Regions from separate parts of the Mus musculus genome. Here regions 2 and 3 are each linked to region 1. Evidence: chromatin contacts called from public Hi-C and HiChIP or PLAC-seq data. All regions are on one chromosome and are shown on one strand. Each heading gives the region's core, a stretch centred on a gene start, on an enhancer-like site or on the middle of the called end of the contact. The rest is flanking DNA. Distances are from core to core; before and after follow the strand shown. Region 1 holds the start of Pygb (brain glycogen phosphorylase). Region 2 holds the start of Fam110a (family with sequence similarity 110, member A). Region 3 has its middle 55 kb from the start of Cst10.

What was found. Hi-C and Micro-C count contacts between places; a contact is called where the count stands out from the background. HiChIP or PLAC-seq counts read pairs in DNA pulled down with a chosen protein or histone mark.
Region 2: a Hi-C map of B cells shows a contact between it and region 1, with 9 read pairs. The contact joins the promoter of Fam110a here to the promoter of Pygb in region 1. A contact is called at or near these places in 2 of 39 promoter capture datasets (embryonic stem cells and pre-B cells), 1 of 484 Hi-C or Micro-C datasets (B cells) and 1 of 115 datasets of contacts at active chromatin or transcription factors (pancreatic cancer cells).
Region 3: an H3K4me3 HiChIP or PLAC-seq map of pro-B cells shows a contact between it and region 1, with 6 times the contacts expected there. The contact joins the enhancer-like site here to the promoter of Pygb in region 1. A contact is called at or near these places in 4 of 39 promoter capture datasets (the 3T3-L1 cell line, hippocampal neurons, liver and 1 more), 2 of 484 Hi-C or Micro-C datasets (both in B cells) and 2 of 115 datasets of contacts at active chromatin or transcription factors (large pre-B cells and pro-B cells).

Annotation. Positions count from the first base shown.
Region 1 is chr2:150,783,822-150,788,570 of GRCm38.p6, reverse strand. It overlaps Pygb (brain glycogen phosphorylase), which reads right to left and starts at 1,775. Exons shown (of 20, transcript NM_153781.1): 1 at 1,461-1,775. The coding sequence starts at 1,703. Gm30141 (a long non-coding RNA gene) reads left to right here and starts at 1,819. Exons shown (of 3, transcript XR_375102.4): 1 at 1,819-2,600; 2 at 4,069-4,324.
Region 2 is chr2:151,977,093-151,981,546 of GRCm38.p6, reverse strand. It overlaps Fam110a (family with sequence similarity 110, member A), which reads left to right and starts at 1,328. Exons shown (of 2, transcript NM_146127.3): 1 at 1,328-1,554.
Region 3 is chr2:149,347,694-149,352,163 of GRCm38.p6, reverse strand. No RefSeq gene overlaps it. Among named protein-coding and RNA genes, the nearest start is that of Cst10, 55 kb to the left of the region's middle. Within about 2 kb of position 1,718, at least 3 of the 459 cell types and tissues checked have an H3K27ac peak or open chromatin away from gene starts, as enhancers often do. A contact at or near this core is called in pro-B cells, where this site is marked.

The DNA.
Region 1 (4,749 bases), core at 526-3,025:
AGGCTGGTCTTGAACTCAGAAATCTGCCTGTCTCTGCCTCCCAAGTGTGGGGATTAAAGGCGTGCGCCACCACCGCCCAGCTGGGTGCCCAGATTTCTATGGCAAATCAGATCATCACTAACTGGCCCCAGATAGGCAAGAGTTTTTTCCTTGCTAGTTTTCACTCTGTCTTAATACAAGATAGGCAGAATTCTCCATACCAAATGCAGAGAGAGAGAGAGAGAGAGAGAGAGAGAGAGAGAGAGAGAGAGAGAGAGAAATTCTTGCAACAGGGGATGTGTAAAAATATGATACCTGCATAAGCTTAAAAGCACCAGTATGTATTACTGACCCAGAGCCCTGTTTATGAGTGAAGCCACAAATGGTTTCGGATGAAATAAAAGCCACAAAATTGTGCAGCATACAAATATGCATACCTGTGTATTTAGGAACAGCAATTACCTGGAAACATAAACGGAACAGAATAAGGAGGACTGGGGGACCTGGTGGAGCTGGCACACGCCTTAATAATCCCAGCACTCTGGAGGCAGAGGCTGGTGGGTTTCCGTGGGTTTGAAGCCAGCTTAATTGCACAGAGTTAGCAGTCCAGCAGACAGAGCTGAGAAGTTTTGGGGGTTGGGGTGGTGAGAACTGTCAAAGGCTCCGTTCAGTGTATTTTGTTTTCCTACTAAGAATAAAGGTTTGCAAAACAGAAAAAATGCTACAACTTCTAAAGCAACTTGCTAACAAGTTTTGTCAAGGTGGAAACCTCAAAGGCAGCCTTCCCCACGAGGATTCCATCTTTGAGTTTCGGACCCTCTCCTGTTTCAGGCAGGCATTACAAGTGATTTTCTTCTCATCAGTCTCGGAGTAGGGGGTAGGGTGGGGAGCACGGGGCGGGGCAATTCCCTGCAGATTACTGATCTCACCCCTTTCCGACTCATAAAACTACCGGATCTAGTTCCAGTCCCCCATCTTCTTCGCTCGGGGCTGCAGAAAAACAAAAGGGGGAGGGGAGTGGGGGAGTAGAGGAAGCATGAACTCTGAAGCCATCTCGGAAGTCCACAGCTGGAAAACAGCCGGAAAATCCGCCGGCAAGAGCAGACCCCTAGAGCACTTCTCTGGGATGCGCAACTCCGCCGTGGGCAGAGGCCTGGCTCCATACAGCCAGATTCCAGACAACGTACCGGTGGGGGACTGACTGCGGTGGAAGACAAGGGGCCACTCAAAGCCATACTTAGGGACTGGGGACTGCGGGCCGGGGAGCAGGGGGATGGGTCTCAATTAAAACGAAACCCGAAAGAGAGGGTATGCACCGGTCCTTCGAAGGAGGATGCATAACTCTACTGTCTCTTCATTGGTCGCAGGTGACCGTGGTGCAACAGGGACCAGGCCCGTGGGCGATACTTGGGAGGGGGGGGGGGGCGGGACCCGCCCTGCCCTGGGCTCGGTCTCCCTCCCAGGGAGGGCGGGCTGCTCACCTTGGGGTCCCGCTCATAGTAATGCTGCTGCGTGCGGATCCAGCGGCCCACTAGGTGGTCGCGAACTGTGTGTGCCAGAGCGAAGAAGTAGTCGCGGGGCGTGGCCACATTGCGGTCCTTGACCAGCGTGAAATGCAGGTGTCTGTTGAAGCTCTTCCGCACCTCGGCCACGTCGCCCAGCCCCGCGATGCCACGCACGCTGATCTGCTTCTGCCTCTCACTGTCCGTCAACGGCTTCGCCATGGCGCCAGAAGAGGCAGAGGACAGGGTACGGCCCTGGAGCGAGCAGAGAAGACTCTAGCGCTGGGATGCTGCGGTGTCTCTGGCGCCAAGGACTGCAGCGGAGGCCGGCTCATACGGATTGCGCCTGCGCTTTGCGAGAGGGCCGGGCCCTGTGGATGGGCGTGGGCTGATCTGGAGGCGGAGCCTCGGAGAAAGAGCCCGTCAATCAGGCTGTTTCAGCCGGGAAGAGAACGTGGACGCTCGAGGGGAAATGGTTTATTCCTTTACTGGTGTGTCTGGGGCTGGAAAAACCGGACTGCAGCTTCCCCATACCTAAGATTTACCACTTTTATGAGGCAAAAGTAGAAACCGAACCAGTGGCTGCGCCTGCCACACTGGAAGGCAAACTCTTGCCATTCAGGGACTTCCTGGAGTTTCCGGGGCTGCAGGGACTGGCTCTGCACAGAATCACCAGATGCCCTTTTTAGGACTGCATTGGGTGCTCAGGTGTAGCTGAGCTCTGTTAAACGTTCAGAGAAGTGTGCACACGCTTGACAGACAGCCCCCAATACCTGCTGGGACTCGTCGCCAAGCTGACAGGTGGTTCTGAAAACACACGCAAGAAAAAAACGTTGTTTGTGCAAAAACTAAAAATTCATAAGTCATATCAATGTTTGTGCCTCCATGACACCACTTCAGCTCTGGAGAACAAACTGCATGGAACTCCTCAAAATACAAATCGCCAGTCTAGGCTGCAGTGACAAACACAAAAAATCTGCTGCAAATTAAGTATACAGCATTCTCTCCAAGGATGGGCAGAGGCTACTATCAATCACAACCTTTCTGGTTGTTAAAGAAAAATTCCATCCAGAAAGAAGTCAGCCATGCACAAGGAGAAGAAGGAGAAACATTTCATTGGTGAGCAGGGAAGCAAGCTGAGGTTCTGAAAGGGTTTAGGCCAGCCCAAATTTCTTACCGTTTATAGGTCAGGAGGCAACACTGCCTGCCTAGGGGACCATCTCAGAGTGGTCTCTGAATCCCTTAATCATTAAGGGAGTTTAGTTAGGAGTGTTTACAGCAACATAAATTGCAGAAACAAATGGTTTTATATAAGAATACATTATAATTTCAATAATATGTATCAGGCAGGTAGCAATAAAAAGGCATACAGGAATTGCAAATAACAGTAGTCTTGGACTGTAAAAGAACTTTTCTCTTAGCAAACTGTAAGAGGAGGTTCAGCATGACCTTAGTCCTCTGTGACAACCTTCCCTTCAGGCAGTTTTGGCAAATGTTTGTTTTCCAGATAAAGGGTGGGTGGTTTTTTTTTTTTTTTTTTTTTTTTAACAAGGCAGGACTCAACCTACCTAAGTAAAACTTTAATCCAATTGACTCCTACATAACCAGACACCAAGCTATCATAAAATTATACAGACATACATTCATACATGAATATATATAGTTTTTGAAGGAATACCCTATAGCTAGAGATCAGCCTCTCTGACAGAGACACATAACCCTTCACCATATGTGGGGAGCAGCTTTCAAAGCTGCCGCTTGGCACTCTTTCCCAGGGAGCTCTGGGATGAGACCCTCTGGTCATCGATATACAGTGCTGCCTCCTGTAAACTCCCTTGGCCCCAGAAGAACTGCCTTCCCTTGTTGTGGAGACGCTTTCCCCACATAGTGAGGTCAGTGACTTGCCTTCATTTGCCTCTTTAGGTTAGCTGATGGGGATGCAGACGGTCCTGCTTATGGAGATAAAGGTTGCCACAGGGGATGTCATAAAAGTCCAGGTGTAGGACTGGAGGTGTAGCTCAGTAATAGTGTGGTTTGCACAATGGATACCCTGCATTCCAGTGCCAGTTCTAGAAAAGGCAAATTAAGTTGTTCCTGGTTTGATGATTCCAAAGTTAATTTACCTCAACCTCTACTCAGTGGCAGACTTCTTGGGAGACAACACACTGGAATGTTTTCCCCTACTCTTGCTCTGATTTGGAATTCATTCCACACTTTTTCCTTGGGATTCTCAAGTCAGCAAGATCAAATTTCAGCCCCTGATGGCAGGGCTGTGGGGCTCCTGCTAGGCTGGAGGCTGGGGACTCTGATTAATGGAACCTCCTTGAGAGTGATTTGGCAGTTCAGAAGTCTTCTCAGTGTATGTGCCCTCATGACACTTCCACAGTCCAGGGGAACAGACTACAGGTTTCCAAAGAGCTAGCCATGCCTGTAATCTCAACACTGGCTGACCTGCTTCAAAACAGTTGTTCAAAGACTTTTCTGATCTGACTGAGATTATATACCTAATATGTGGGGAAGGTTCAGCTACTTTGGCATGGAATAGGGGAACTGACCCTATTCCTCTGACGATCTGTACTCTCTACAGTTGTTAACTCAGAAGTGGAGAAAACTGAAGCTCCCCAAATTCCAGGCAATACTGCCGGCTTCTCTATGCTGGTCAGCCAAGTGTTAAATAACCACAGACCAGACCTTTCAAGAAATGAAGATAAGTGGCTGGACCTGGTTAAATGAAGACCCGAATTTGGAGTGACCTGGTGACATGGAAGGCCTCCCTCATTGTTCTGGTTAATTTTTACCAGCTTGGTGAAAGCTACAGTCACCTGGGAGGTGGAACCTCAATTGTGAGTATGCCACCATCAGATTGGTCTGAAAGCCAGCGTGGGAGTCATCTTGATTAATACTCCATGTGGGAAGTCTCAACCCACTGTGGGTGGCCCCAGTCTTGGGCAGATGGTCCTGGGTTGTATAGAAGGGAAAGCTGGGTGAGTCACAGAGAACAAGCAGTGTTCCTCCATGGTCTCAACACGAGTTTTGGAGGAGACAAAGATTTAAATCACAGTCTATTGTTCACAACCATATAACCCACCCAGTCTCCCAGCCCAGTTGCTTCCCCTCACCTCAGTCTTCTCAGCTGTGTTTGCCCTGGCTTTCAATTCCATCAAAGAATCTTCCCATCTCCCAGACTTCACACTTTAACAATTTTACATTAGTCTCCCTCTTGACGGACAGCCAGATGCTGGTTCTGATTCAACACTGTCTGTGTAGC
Region 2 (4,454 bases), core at 79-2,578, 1.2 Mb before region 1:
TGTAAGAGCCAGAGGTCAGAGAGGACCAGAGTAAAACAGACTCTTGTGGGCACTTCAGGGCCACTGCGCCGGCAAACCACAGCAGCTGTGGTTGTCTGTACATGATCAAGCCAGTTAACATTTCAGTACAGAGAGGGGAGAGGCTATGAGCCCCCACTGGAGGAGCTAGTTAGTTATAGCTGAATGTTTCTGGGGGAAGGAAAGTCAGTTTTTTAAAGGGTTGCAGCAGATTAGACTTGGTGCCTTTTAAAAAAACAAAAACAGGAGGAAGAGAGGGTGGGTGTAGGAGGAGTTAAGGGGAGAGAGTGCGGTAAATACGACTAAAATACACTGTGTTTATGTATTAAATTCTCAATGAATGAATAAAAGTATTATCTTTTAAGTGTAAAGGAATTAGTTGCTGTTTGTTATTGTAAATAGGCTATGTTTATTTAAATAGTATGGTTATGTATTTAATATCTATCTATGCTGTACAGAGAGTTTTGAAGTATGCTTAAAACATGACACTTCCTTAGCATTCTCCCATTGTTCTTAAATGTCGTTTAATCTAATCGTTGTAAGTTAATGCATGGTATTCCCAGCTGGAAAGCGGCGTTGAAGGTAGGTACCTCAGAGCTGGGTCATGAGTCCTGACAAGAATTATGTAGAAAGCTCGATTCAGCTTCTTTCCCAGGATCGACGTCTATAATTGATCTGGTTTTGATAAGCACAGTGGGAGCTACGGGTGTGCCCGTTTGAGGATTGACTTGCCATTTCAGGTTAGGGGAACAGAGAGGGAGAGAGGATTGTGGGTAAACACACAGAGAGGTAGCTGCTGAGTTGGAAGTAGGGCCTAGTTTGGGGGGTGGTCACTTAGTACCAACTCATGGGGAGACTTAAGTCAGGCAGCAAGTGTGAGGACTACTTGGGCAAAACGCATGAATTCCGAGTCAGCCTGGGCAACTTGGTGAGACCCTGCCTCCAAAGAAAAAAGTGAAGGGAGAGAAAGCTAGGTATGGCATAGACCTATAATCCTAGTACTAAGGAGGTTGTGGCCAGCCTGGGCTAGGCTAGTTATGTGTGAAGGCCCTGCCTCAAAACCCCAAAAATATTGGTACTAGTGCCTGTGCAAAACCAAGCAAACAAATTTGGGACTAGTAACTCTTGCAGCTGGAGACCGAGGAAGTCCAGCTGGAAGAGAAGAAAGGTCTGCCAAGGCCTGGGCAGCCGGAAGGCCAAGCGGCCAGCTGGGCTCCGGGCAGCAGTCGCCCTGCTGCATCTGCGGCTCCTGATGTTGCCTGGCAACCCGGGTGGCGCGCCGTTCGAACGGAAGCGACGGGCCAATCAGGAAGTCCGGGGCGAACCATTGCAGCAACGGGGACGGCGGGCTCACTTCCCTTTCCTCTGGGGCCCCAGGGACGTTCTCCCGGAGGGAATCGTGGGACAGCCAGGGCGTCCCACTCGGAAGAGCTCGCCGGTCTTCACACGTAGTAGCCTTCTCAGGTCTGCAGGGACCACCAGCTGTCAGCCTCGGCAGCCGGCGAGGAGCGGGATTCCTCTGGACGTGGGCTGCAGGTGAGCATGGGGGTAGGAGGCGGAGGGTCCCGGGGCAGTGCCCACGCATTAACCCGGGCAAGAGTCTCAGTACAGGGGGTCGACAGAGGAGAGTTCGTGTCTAGTGTCCAGCCCAGGGGGCCAGCAAAGGATCCAGGCTGTTTCCCTTTCCCACTCTGCAGTTCCCGCTCCTGGCCGATCAGAGGAACCCCGCGGGTTACTCTTTAAGGGGCTTATTGGGAAGACGTGGCTCAGGGGATCCCAGGGCTAGGCTACCCGTGCCCTACCGGCCCTTGGAGTTCCCCTTCAGGACATATACCATTCCCTCCCCATTCGCAACTTTTCTGCCTTACAGGGTTCTACAGAGTCCCAGTTCCCAGTGCTGCCCTCTCAGAGGGCCTCCCTGGGTTGAGTCCCTAGGACTGCAGGGCAGGGTTGAGTCCCTAGGACTGCGGATCCAAAGGCCTTGGAAGTCATGTGGATGTGTGTGTGTGTGTGTGTGTGTGTGTGTGGTACCTCTAAGCCAGAGTTGCTGGAACTGGACTTGAGAGTTGGGTGCAGGGTCAGACCCTCCCAAGTAGAGCATCTAATTTAGGCTGGACTCTTACCTACCCCCCTGTTGTTGATCTCGTTTCGTAGGTGGGGAATCTGAGGTTCTGTGAAGTTGAGGCTGTTGCTCAAAGGCACAGACTTAACTATGCAGAAGTCTTCAGTCCTTGACACAGGGAATCACCGACTCGATGGAGGATCTCTTATGAAGGGAACTACTCTTCCTCTGAGCCTCATTCTGGCTCTGGGGGAGCTGTGCTTGTCCATCTGTCTTTGTGTCATGCTCCCTACTCCAACTCTTGTATGGCCCAAGCTGGCCTCAATCTTACTATGTATGACCAGGCTGGTCTTGAACTCTCCGTCTTCCTAAATCTGCCTCCTCGGATGACAAGCATGTGCCACTGGCACACCAGTTCTGTGCCATTTTCGGGATAGAACCCAGGGCTTGGTTTGTGCTAAGAGAGCAATCTACTAGATGAGTTACACCACTGCCTCATTTCTTTCCACGTCGTCTAGCTTCCTGTAGCCTGATCTCTCCCCGAGTGTCCTGTTTTTCTCAGTAGCGTCTGTTCCATATTATGCGTGAGGTGTCTTATTAAGCAGTTTATTATCTTCCCCAGTGGAATGTGTCGGGCAAATGAGATGCTTAGCACAGGCACAAAAATGTCAGGGTGGCCGAAACTTGCAGAATCAAGATGATCAAAGCCAACATCTGTTGGCCATTTGCTGTGTATTGTGCTGGGGGTGGAGCAGGATAGGGTGGTGTCACTCAGGTGGACTCTGGCCAGCAGAGCCAGCATAGGCATTGTTATGAGCACACACACACACACTCTCTCCTCCAGCTACCTCACTTTAGGCAAAATGACAGGTGCCTCCGTGCTTCAGTGATTTGCAGCAAGCAAGAACTGGACAGACGCAGAATGGCCCTCAGTAAGGACTGATGGGAAATAATCCGAAACTCCTTAGATACTTTTGTGGCACCAAGAGGAACATAGATGACTAGCAAAGGGTCTGGGTGAGAATTACACACATAGCATGATGCGCTTTGCAATCCTGAACCCTGACTGTGGGCCAACTAATTGAGAAGACACAGACATAGTGATTACATCTACAGAAAGTTATGAGGTCACTGCCCTGCCTGGGGTTTGTCATTGGCTGTGTGAGTTTGGGCAAGTTTCTTCACATTTCTGAGCTGGGGTAAAACACTGCATGTGGAGTTCAGGCCTAGGCAGGACAGGAAGTGGGTGTGGCCACAGGCCTAATTCAAGCCTCACCTTCCTATCCTGGGTCAGGCAGGCCCTTCCCTAAGGCCTTGCTTGTTAGTCTTTCTGTCTCTCCTCTCTCCTTCTCTTCCTCCTTCACTGCAAGTCTGCCTTTGTTCCCATTTTTGTCAGGGTGCAAACTGAGTCCCCAGAGTTTGAGTTAAGTGGAGAGTGTGTGCTGGAGTGGTTCACGCAGGAGTTCACTGTCCTAGGCATCCTGGCCCCTCCCATGGCAGCCCACTCCTAACTCCTTGAGGTTTGTACAGAGCTACTCTGAGCAAGGCTGACTCCAGGGCAAGCCAGGGCATGAGCCTAGTGAAAACTCCAGAAATAGCTTGGAACCTGGCCTGCCCTGGAGAATGCCCAGCAGGGCGTCCAACCTGGACAGCTGGGCTGCCTCTTCCCCACTGCCTGGAGCCTTCTTGATCCTCTCCTGCAGCAGCCAAAGGCCTCCCTGTCTATGGAGCCTGATCCGGCTTTCCTTTGAAAGGACAGAGAAGCAGGTGGGAGGTACAGAATCGCATAAAATGATCAACCCTAGAAATCCCACCTTATACTGGGAAGAGAGGACACACGGCTGCCTGGGCTTAGAATGCTTGCCCCGTGCTGAGAACTTTAGCAGTGTGAGCTGTGATTTCGGTCCACTCTATGAAGTGAGGGGATTGCTGCTTTTAATGCATGGATGCGTATCCTGCAGCAGGCTTGTGAGAGGACACTTAAAGGAGTCAGTTCTCTCCTTCTACTGTGGCACTGAACTTGGATCCTCAGGGGACTGAACTCGGATCACGAGGCTTGTATGGCAAACACTTTCACCCCAAGCCATGTCTCTGGCCCCAGCGTCACCACTTTGAAGTACACAACTCTATACCCAATAACCAGTCATTTCCCACCCTCAGACTCCCCGGCACTGCCACCCTACCCCGCTCCTGGTGTTTTGACTCTGTGGACACAGAAGAGTGCAGTCGCTGTCTCACTGGATTCCGCTTACCGCACTCAGCCTGCTGCCTTCAAGTTCCGTTCATGCTGCAGCCGGCAGCTTTCCCTCTTAAAGGCCGAGTTACCGACCAGACATGTGTGTTTCACGTTTCTTTACCCCTTCACTCGTCGGTG
Region 3 (4,470 bases), core at 469-2,968, 1.4 Mb after region 1:
ACAACGAGTTTAGATACGACATCCTAAGGAGGACATATATCATTCAAACCATCATAGCAGACACTTTCCACTTTTCATACAACATATAATGAATTATTATAACTTTTAAAATCCTTTTTATTATATATTTTCTTCATTTACATTTCAAATGCTATTCCCTTTCCTTTCACTGATAAGTGGATATTAGCACAGAATTATTATGCCTTTAAGACACTGAACTCACGTTAGTATATAAAGTTGGAAAAATTTGGGGACTTAAGTGATACATTAAACTCCCAGGCAGTTATTTACTTCCTAATTGAAATGAATATATATGATTCTGGAAAGATGGCTTAGTCAATAAAATGCTTGCTTTAAAAGAATGAGGATCTGAATTCAATTTGCAGAACAGTTTAGTGCATCTCTCAACTGTGCTCAGAGAAGCTTCTTTATACAGTAGATTGCAATTATCACAGAGACCCACAGTTGGTGAAGGTGAAGAGAATAGGGTTATGGAAACTTAGCCTTATAGGGAACATCTTCAGAACAAGGGACTCAGAAATTCTGTTTTTATTAATCATTTATGTGCTTTGGTCTCTCTCCAGTTCTGGTATAGTGTGAACTTGGAATTGTTTTTCTCCTTAAGTGAACATCTTCCTTGTCTGTTTCCCTTTCTGTTACTATCCATGTGCCTCAGTTCAAATCTTTGTTCCAGGGCATAATAACCTGGAAATATTACTGACTTCAGTTATGCACCTGTAACAGTGAGACCAGAAGCTATGTGGTACTACTCCTGACATTTTTCAAGAATGTTTTGGCTACTTTTGTTACTGTTCTTTTCTTCTCCCTTTCTCTAGACTTTTCAGCAATCCTGGTCATATTCAGTGTGGATTTCTGTGGCTTTTTCATACTTTCTGTCTTTAGAACAGCTTCTCTTCTTTCTTATTCTGACTCTTCCACTACACTCTGTTATATAGAAATACCATATGCCCAGAACACTAGAAGTTTGAAATGATAGTTAACTCCATAAACCAACTGAACACCATATTTGTCGTGATTAGATCAGCTGAAATCTCCAGATGAAAGGAAATGTATAGATAGGTGACTCATACTCCAAGACAGGGACAAGAGATCCTAACAAACGTGGAAATACCCCACTTTGTTCTCACAAAGGGCACACATAATTGTCGTACTGAGGACAATTGGAAAACATTAACATTGATTAGCAGAACTACCAAGTGCTGTGGAAAAGCACTGGGAAATAAGTGCTTTGTCACATAGCTTTTAGGGAGAACTCTAAACATAAAAGCAGCATTTTATAAGCAGTTTCTGCAAGGGAATATGAGGTTTTGAAAAAATGTAAACTATGATCTCTCTCTCTCTCTCTCTCTCTCTCTGCTACTCTGAGAAGTTCCTGTCTTTCACTGTGGTTAATTTTACACTACTTACATTTACTGAAAGTTCTCATTGAGGACTTCCTGGTGGATCTAGGAAAAGAAAGAAGTTGTGGTAGGGGAGGGTACTGCCATCTGCAAATACATGCTATGGTTATTGAAGCCTAGTATCACCAGTTATCCCAGAGAAGCACTGGCAGATATTTAGACAGATACCTTCTGTGACTGTAAGAAGTCACCAGGGCATGTTATATAGCAAAGCTCCACCATTTACAGTAAACCCCGATTGCTTCTCATACGTCGAGGTGAGATGGATTGTGAGATCTGGAGACAGGGGTTCATGAGAAGATCAAGGGTGCCATCTGGTGGTCATATGTGTAAGTTCCAGGTGCAGTTCATCCTGGGGACTAGTTCTGAAAGGATTATCAGCAGTTCTTCTGGGTCTTGCAAATCATTTGACTGTGGATTCAGAACATGCCCTGCAGAATCTTGAGTTACTGCCCCTTTGTGGGCCAGGAGACATTGACAAGTATTGAGCAGGTAGTGTGTAAAAGCAGGAAGATGCAATAAAGGACAGCAAAATGCATTAATTCAAAACAATTATAGATATTTATCATGAGATGAACACCTTAAGTAATTTAGAAGAGTGGAGGAGGCCCCAATTGTTATCTCTGAATTATTAGTTATTGACAGAATTTTTAAAATTTTATTTATTTATTTATTTTCATTACTTTTTTAATTTTATTTTTATTAGGTATTTATTTCATTTAATTTCCAATGCTATCCCAAAAGTCCCCCACACGCTCCCTGACCCACTCCCCCACCCACCCACTCCCACTTCTTGGCCCTGGCGTTCCCCTGTACTGAGGCATATAAAGTTTGCATGAGCAATGGGCCTCTCTTTCCAAGATGGCCGACTAGGCCATCTTCTGATACAAATGCAGCTAGAGACACGAGCTCTGGGGGGTACTGGGTAGTTCATATTGTTGTTCTACCTATAGGGTTGCAGATCCCATTAACTCCTTGGTTACTTTCTCTAACTCCTCCATTGGGGGCCCTGTGATCCATCCAATAGCTGACTGTGAGCATCCACTTCTGTGTTTGCTAGGCCCCGACATAGGCAAACAAGAGACAGCTATATCTGGGTCCTTTCAGCAAAATCTTGCTAGTGCATGCAATGGTGTTAGCATTTGGAAACTGATTATGGGATGGATCCCCGGATATGGCAGTCTCTAGATGGTCCATTCTTTTGTCTCAGCTCCAAATTGTGTCTCTATAACTCCTTCCATGGGTGTTTTGTTTCCAATTCTAAGAAGGGGCAAAGTGTCCACACTTTGGTCTTCATTCTTCTTGAGTTTCATGTGTTTCACAAATTGTATCTTATATCTTGGGTATTCTAAGTTTCTGGGCTAATATCCACTTATCAGTGAGTACATATTGTGTGAGTTCTTTTGTGATTGGGTTACCTCACTCAGGATGGTGCCCTACAGGTCCATCCATTTGCCTAGGAATTTCATAAAATCATTCATTTTAATAGCTGAGTAGTACTCTATTGTGAAAATGTACCACATTTTCTGTATCCATTCCTCTGTTGAGGGGCATCTGGGTTCTTTCCAGCTTCTGGCTATTATAAATAAGGCTGCTATGAACATAGTGGAGCATGTGTCCTTCTTACCAGTTGGAACATCTTCTGGATATATGCCCAGGAGAGGTATTGCAGGATTCTCCAGTAGTACTATGTCCAATTTTCCAAGGAACCAACAGACTGATTTCCAGAGCGGTTATACAAGCTTGCAATCCCACCAACAATGGAGGAGTGTTCCTCTTTCTCCACATCCTCACCAGCTCTCCTCTTGCAGGGCAGGTGGACAGATATCTGGCACTTGGACCTGCATCCTGGCAGAAGATGAAGGCCCGAAACTGGGCTTGTCCCAGAATCTGTGTAGCTTCTGTAGTCCAAACTCTCACCTATGCAGACTAGTCTTGGTGGGATCCGGAAACCAGGATGGCTCCCCCAGGTGCTGTGGCAAAGCCTTCCTGTGCGGTGTGGACACCTCTGCTCTGGCAGGGAAGGTGCCTGGATGTCTGGAGCCTGAAATGGGGTCTGCTTCAGAAGGTCTGTGGCTTCTGCCTGTCCCAGAAGCTGTTAGCTTCTGTAGTCCACACTCTCACCTGCACAGACTAGTCTCAGCGGAATCTGGGCACCAAACCAATTATTTATTTTAAGAAGACTAGCACTTATCATCAAGAAGATATGCTTGGAGTATAGACTGGGCAGATTTAGATTTATTCCCATTAGACAAGCAAAAATACCTAAAATTATTATTACAGGTACATGATTATGTTTGATCAACCCACATTTTTCAAATATATTTCTTTTTAGTTACCCAGTAGGTTTCAATATAAACTCTGTCATGACCCTTGTTTATACCTTATAAGTCTTGTCTGTATATCAGATATAGCTTGAGTAAAGTAAAATGAAATATTCTGACCATCAAAATCTCAGAAAATCCAGCAATCATGGAATTATTTCACTTGGTTAAAATACTAGGTAGATCCAAAAACATGAAACCATGGTTTAAATTTTCTTCTTTTTGTTAAAAAAATTAATTTTAATTCTTTTTAGTATTATGAAGGAAGTTGTGTTTCTCTCTCTCTCTCTCTCTCTCTCTCTCTCTCTCTCTCTCTGTGTGTGTGTGTGTGTGTGTGTGTGTGTGTGTGTGTGTGTATGAGTGAGAGTGCATGTGACCCTGTAGGCCAGAATCATTGCTTCCTCAAAGCTGGTCAGTAAAGTTTGTCAAGTATTTTTGTTGGCTATTGGAAACTTAATTTATGTTTTCAGGAGGAATATCAAGTGTTCTTGAGCTCTGAGGCATCACTGCAGGCCTGTTGTTTTCTTTATTCCATATCTAATTCCTCTCAAGTGAAAGAGACATAAGTAATGGAGAGATGATCACTTCATGTCCTGTCCTGAGAATTTAGACCTCTGAACAGATTAGAGTGTAAACCATGAAGTAACCTTCAAGGAACTTCCTGTACTGAATGTAATGATTGGTGTTAATGGGTTGTGGAAAGAAATAAAATATCCACTGTCAAA